2 separate regions of the Mus musculus genome follow, and region 1 is linked to region 2. Evidence: chromatin contacts called from public ChIA-PET data. All regions are on one chromosome and are shown on one strand. Each heading gives the region's core, a stretch centred on a gene start, on an enhancer-like site or on the middle of the called end of the contact. The rest is flanking DNA. Distances are from core to core; before and after follow the strand shown. Region 1 holds the start of Kcnh3 (potassium voltage-gated channel, subfamily H (eag-related), member 3). Region 2 overlaps Spats2 (spermatogenesis associated, serine-rich 2).

The links. ChIA-PET counts read pairs in DNA pulled down with a chosen protein or histone mark.
Region 1: a contact with region 2 is called in an RNA polymerase II ChIA-PET map of memory CD8 T cells, with 16 read pairs. The contact joins the promoter of Kcnh3 here to the enhancer-like site in region 2. A contact is called at or near these places in 4 of 39 promoter capture datasets (the 3T3-L1 cell line, frontonasal cranial neural crest, liver and 1 more), 1 of 484 Hi-C or Micro-C datasets (nephron progenitors), 3 of 115 datasets of contacts at active chromatin or transcription factors (effector CD8 T cells, memory CD8 T cells and stem cell-derived neural progenitor cells) and 3 of 9 other capture datasets (adipose tissue, embryonic stem cells and pancreatic islet).

What each region holds. Positions count from the first base shown.
Region 1 is chr15:99,223,157-99,225,856 of GRCm38.p6, forward strand. Kcnh3 (potassium voltage-gated channel, subfamily H (eag-related), member 3) reads left to right here and starts at 1,436. Exons shown (of 15, transcript NM_010601.4): 1 at 1,436-1,895. The coding sequence starts at 1,820. It overlaps Gm46538 (a long non-coding RNA gene), which reads right to left. Exons shown (of 3, transcript XR_001781769.2): 1 at 1,991-2,700.
Region 2 is chr15:99,152,229-99,154,928 of GRCm38.p6, forward strand. All of the region lies in intron 2 of Spats2 (spermatogenesis associated, serine-rich 2), which reads left to right. Among named protein-coding and RNA genes, the nearest start is that of Spats2, 27 kb to the left of the region's middle. Within about 2 kb of position 1,408, at least 22 of the 459 cell types and tissues checked have an H3K27ac peak or open chromatin away from gene starts, as enhancers often do. A contact at or near this core is called in memory CD8 T cells, where this site is marked.

The DNA.
Region 1 (2,700 bases), core at 186-2,685, 71 kb after region 2:
AGGGGTAGTTATTATTATTTCCATTCCACGGATGAAGAGAACTGAATCACAGAAATGTTAGTAAGTTGTCTTACAAGAAAAGGATTATCTCCTGGACAGCGAGTTCAGAGCAGTACTTAAACCCGGCTCGGCTAGCCGAGTTCTGCAGATGACGCTTTCAACAACAGCCTCGCCCTGGCTTAAAGTGAGCTTTAAAATATTCCTCTGTTTAGCGGGATGCTATCTAACTCCTGGAAAGAAGGTTGCTGCGAGGACTGGAGGGGTTACTCTTTAGCCCTGACCCATCAGGAGTCGGGAACCATATCTGCGGACATTTCAGGCTCGCCTGGGAGCTGGATTTCAGGGTGCAGCAGACTGGGAGGGGGGGACTTCCTCCCTTTCTTCCCAAAGCTCCTGTTCATTTAAATACAGGTGCCTTGAGCTTGGGCTTTACTAGCTGCTGACGGGTAGTTGGAGCAGGGTATACTCCTCTTTCCGACGCTGGTGGCAGTGGGTGTGTCTCCTGCAGGGGAGCAGTGCTGAGCTCCGGCTTCTTCCATTGGAGAGCAAATTGCAGTTTTGGCCCCGGCGGCTTCTCTGGGCGCGGGCGGCAGCCGCGCTCACTGGCAAATCGTAGGAGGGAGGAGGAGCGGCGCTGGCAGGAGAGGCCGCGGGGACGGTCGCGGCGCGCGGGGACAGGGACAGGAGACGGCCGTCCGCCCCTGCTTTCCGCCTCCTCGCTGGAGGTGCGGGCTCCGGGGAGAATCGAACTCCGCGACTAAAGGGGGGGGGGGGCTAGCCAAGCACACACAGGGTTCCTGGACCAGCCTCTGACCCTCCCGCGGCGACAGAAACTTGAGGAAATGCGTGGGGCGAGCGGAGGGCTTGGAGTTCACTTTCCCAATGCGCCCTCTGCGCTCCGGGGTCTCGCCCAAGGCATCTGGACCTCACTCTAGCCTCAGGTTTCCTCAGCTCCTGCTTCCACTTTTCAGGGGAGCCGAGCCGCATCCGGGAAAGGCTTGACTGAACCCGGGGGGAAAAACAGGTTCAGAAGCCTCCCTTTTAGAGAACTCTGCATAGTCAGCGCTCCCCGGGGGCCCCAAACCTTCAACTACTGGACGTTCCCCGCCACCTAGTCGCCAGTTCCCGTTCTCATGACATTATTCTCGTTCCGAAACACATCTACAACACACTCACACACGCTCACGCCCCCAAGCCTTCCTCTGATCCCTCTGCAGGAGAGAGAAGCCCGAGGCTGTCAGGCTGAGCCCACCCGGCCCGGGTTCTCGCCTTAGGGAGTCTGGCAGCGCTAGGGGGCGGCAGCCTTCCCTGCCCCCACCAAGGTCCCAGGGGAGGGGGATCCCTCCGCAGGAGGCCTGTCTCTTTAAGGAGGCGGCCCTGACTGGGTGTGCCCCGTCTCCATGGTTACCCCGGTGCAGGCGGCGGTGCGGGAGGTAGGCTGCCGCTTCTCCCCGACAGACGGAGGGAGCTGCGGGGACCCGGCGCTGAGCCGAGCCCAAGCGGGAGCCACCCCGCTTGCAGAAACAGGAGCCGCGGGCGGACCAAAGGTGCAGAGTGCGCGGTGGCCGCGGGGCCTGCAGCCCGGAATCCGTGGGCGGCGAGGGGTCGCGCGCGCGCCATGCGCCCAGCCCCGACGGTGCGGACGCCCCCTTGTGCGCCGGCAGCTGCTGGGGCCTGCGAGCCTGGGCCGGGCATAGCCCCCCGACGGCTACTCTAGGGGGCGCGGGGCCCGGCGGGGGGCGGCCGAGCCAGGCGCCCTCCCCCGGCGCTGAGTCCCCGCGCCCCGGAGGGATGGGGCGGGCGGCCCCCGCCGCCTAAGATGCCGGCCATGCGGGGGCTCCTGGCGCCGCAGAACACCTTCCTGGACACCATCGCCACCCGCTTCGACGGGACGCGTGAGTCAGGCCCTAGCTCCCTAGCTTCCGGGCAGTAATCCACTGTCGGAACTGCCACCTGCTGCTTGGTGCCCACCAGCCATCCCCTTCCTCACCCCTCTTGAAGCTAGGGCCATTCTCTCCTTCCAGTAAGTGAAGGTTTCCCGGAGGTTTTCAGGGTCAATACTGTAAGATGTCCCTAGGTGCGGGACCGGGATGAGTCAATCTGATCCAGCCTGTCTTATCCTCAGACCTGGCGCGGTTGCAAAGGCCGAGTCGGGTGAAGCGCGGAACCAGTCCTGGTGGACAGCGCAGAGGGCTCACAGAGCCCAGATTTAGAAATAAGATTTGCAAAGGAAGGTAGAGTAGGCGGGATTCAGCAGAGAACTGTGTCTGCAAGCGTATCGCACAGTCTAAACCCGTCGCTTGGAATGCCCACCCGGCCCCAAAGAAGCTGAGCTCCTCTGAGCTCGGGAGACTCACATCCGGACTGGGGAAGTTTGGAAAAGGCAACTTGAGCTTCCAGATTCTGAGTTCCTCTGGCTCTGAACACAGGGAAGTCGTGAAAACAGGGTCCCTCCCCCTCTCGCTCCAGTGGGGCTTCCCAGTTCTGACAAGCGTTCTCCCTCCTGTTGTAGACAGCCTGTAGGAACTCATCACAGAGCTCCCCCACCCCCCAGGCTTCTCCATCTGCTTTGGGCTTGAAGCCTGCTGATTCAGCACCCCTCACTCCCCAATACATTCTTGGCTCCAGGCTCTGTTGTTCAACCACTATCCACACACCGCCATTCTTGATGGCGTTCAATAGTCCCTGAGCCAGGGTGTG
Region 2 (2,700 bases), core at 158-2,657:
ATTATTAAGCACTATTGGTAGAATAAAAGGTTATCACTCCGATACTAAAATCTTCAGTTTTGAAGCTTGAGAATACCCTAAGCTAGTTAACAGTTCTGCTTCTCTCTCTCTCCCCCCCTCCCTCCACTCTCTCTCTCTTTTGACAAGCTCTCTTAAGTAGCCCTGGCCTGCCTCTGCCTCGCTGGTGGCACTAAAGCTGCGTGCTGCTCCACTCCGTGTTGACAGCTTCCCTCCTTGCGCTTACGTTTGCAGTAGAGCCCAAGCTCCTACAGGTTCCAGTAGTTCATGTGAAGAAACAGCTCCATTTATAATTTTGTAACAGTTTTCCAAGCTGGTATGAAATGGCATGGCATAGCTCATTGATGAGGAAAAGCTAAGATATAGACTTACTAGACACCATGTTTATTTGCTGACCCATCTTTTATGACCCACCATGTAGGTCACCTCTGCTTTGCCCCTCATCCATACATGGCTGTTCCATCGCTCCCTCCCTCCCTCCCTCCCTCCCTCCCTCCCTCCCTCCCTCCCTCTGCTTCCCTTCTACCTGAACCTCCTTCCTTCTGTCCTTCCTTTCCCTCTCTCCTTACTTCCCTTCTCTCCCCTTTCTTTCTTTCATCTATCTTGTAACCCAGTGCCAGGGAGACAGAGACAGATGGATTTCTGGTACTCAGTTGCCAGCCAGCCTCGTCTAGGTGCAAGCCCCAGGCCAGAGAGAGACCCCGAGGAATGCTCACTTTGGTGGTCAGTGCTAGGTGTGTCCAGTTCATACAAGAACCACTGCTACAAGAGTTGACGTTGTTCAGGCATTTCTTTTCAGTTTATTTTTTAAAGAAGTTTTGTGTTTGCTTGCTTATTTATTCTGTGTGTGCATGTATCTGTGTAGGGACATGCATGGCTTCGTGTTTGAGTGTGTGACGTGGCGTCCATGTGCAGCTCAGAGGGGAACTTGGAGGAGTCCTTTTCTCCTTCTACCATCTGAGTGAGGCCCAGGGATGCACGCAGATCACCAGACTTGCCAATGAGACCTTTGCCTGCTGATTTACTGTGGGCTCTTGAGTTTACTTTTATTCTCTATGTAGCCTTGTGTGTCCCGGGAACTTGCTCTGTAGACCAGGCTGGCCTCAGACTCACAGAGATCCCCTGCCTCTGCCTCCCAAGTGCCCACCATGCCTGACTTACTTTTTAATTTTCAAAGAGAGTTGAATAATAGAAGAAAGATGGCTAATGATAGTCTGATAACCATACTTCCAGGTTATCTGGGCTTCCAGGCTTGCTCTTTTCTAACTTTGCCTGTATTTACCTGCATTTCTTACCTTTCTTTGGCCACGGTAACTATAAACCATACTGTTCCTCATCTACTTCCTGTCTGTGTAGAGTCAGAGCTGTGGGTTCCACAGGAAGCTGGCTGCCACGGCACTGTTGGCGTAATGGCTCTGTGCGGTAGTGTCAAGTGAACAACAGCAGGCATTTTGTGCAACACGGAGCGGAGCGCCACACTCAGTGTGTCACTCTGGACAGGGACAGTACTGTCTGTAACCGATGGCCCAGGCTGGGAGCATTGTTCAGTGGTAGAGCTTTTACCTAGTGTGCAGGAAGCCTTGGGTTTGATGCCCAGCACTGCAGAGTATGAGGAGGGAGTCTCAGATTATAATCCCATTTTTCACCTCACCTTGTCAAAGGAATGCTTTGTCATCATTTATATGGTAGGAAACGGTGTAATCAATCTAAATAAAAGCTACAAATTTAGTAGCTCCCTGCGAATCTCCACACCTGGGTGGACTCTTCTGTACACTTAAGTTGGCTATAGCAGTCTAGAGTGGAGGGTAGGCAGGTCTTCTGATGAAGAGCAATCTGTTCATGAAAGTCTCTTCAGCCGGGCGTGGTGGCGCACGCCTTTAATCCCAGCACTCGGGAGGCAGAGGCAGGTGGATTTCTGAGTTCGAGGCCAGCCTGGTCTACAAAGTGAGTTTCAGGACAACCAGGGCTATACAGAGAAACCCTGTCTCGAAAAACCAAAAAAAAAAAAAAAAAAAAAAAAAAAAAAAGTCTCTTCAGCACTTGACAGAGCCTCTGTGTGTTCACGTCTTTGTGTATATACCCAGAAGTGGGGTTGCTGAATCTTACAGTAGATCTGTTTAATCTTTAATGGAGCCACCATTTGGTTTACAGTGACAGCAGCCATGCGCCAAGCTTCAGTTGCCCCAGCTCTTTACCTCGGCTTTTTCTTGGGTTACTTTTGGCTTTATGTCATCATTAGGCCTAAAACACCTTTGTCTGATTTCTTTCCTTTCCTTCTCTCTCCTCCCCTCCTCGTTTCTCCTCTTCTTTTTCTCTTTTCTTTCCTGACTCGTCCAGCAGGTCCAGTTATTCGAGGGTCTCGAGGGGACCTTCTCCTAAGGACCAAATGGGGGTAGAGAGAGACGAGGGCCTTGTGCGAATAACACAGAAACGTTCTGAGTTGCGTCAAAGCCCCAATGTATTAGCCAGGCCCATGTACAAGCAAAAGGGGAAGTACAGGTACTTATCAGCAGGAGGGGTGGGGCAATACAAGCAAAAGGAGAAGTACTTATCAGTGGGGGGGGGGGCAATAGAAATTTTTTCTTTTGGCAGCTACACGGGGAAGCAGGAACTTGGTGGTATCAGGATGTGGTCAGGACTTCAGCGATGACTTAGGACTGGAACAATCTGTGGTTGTTCTCG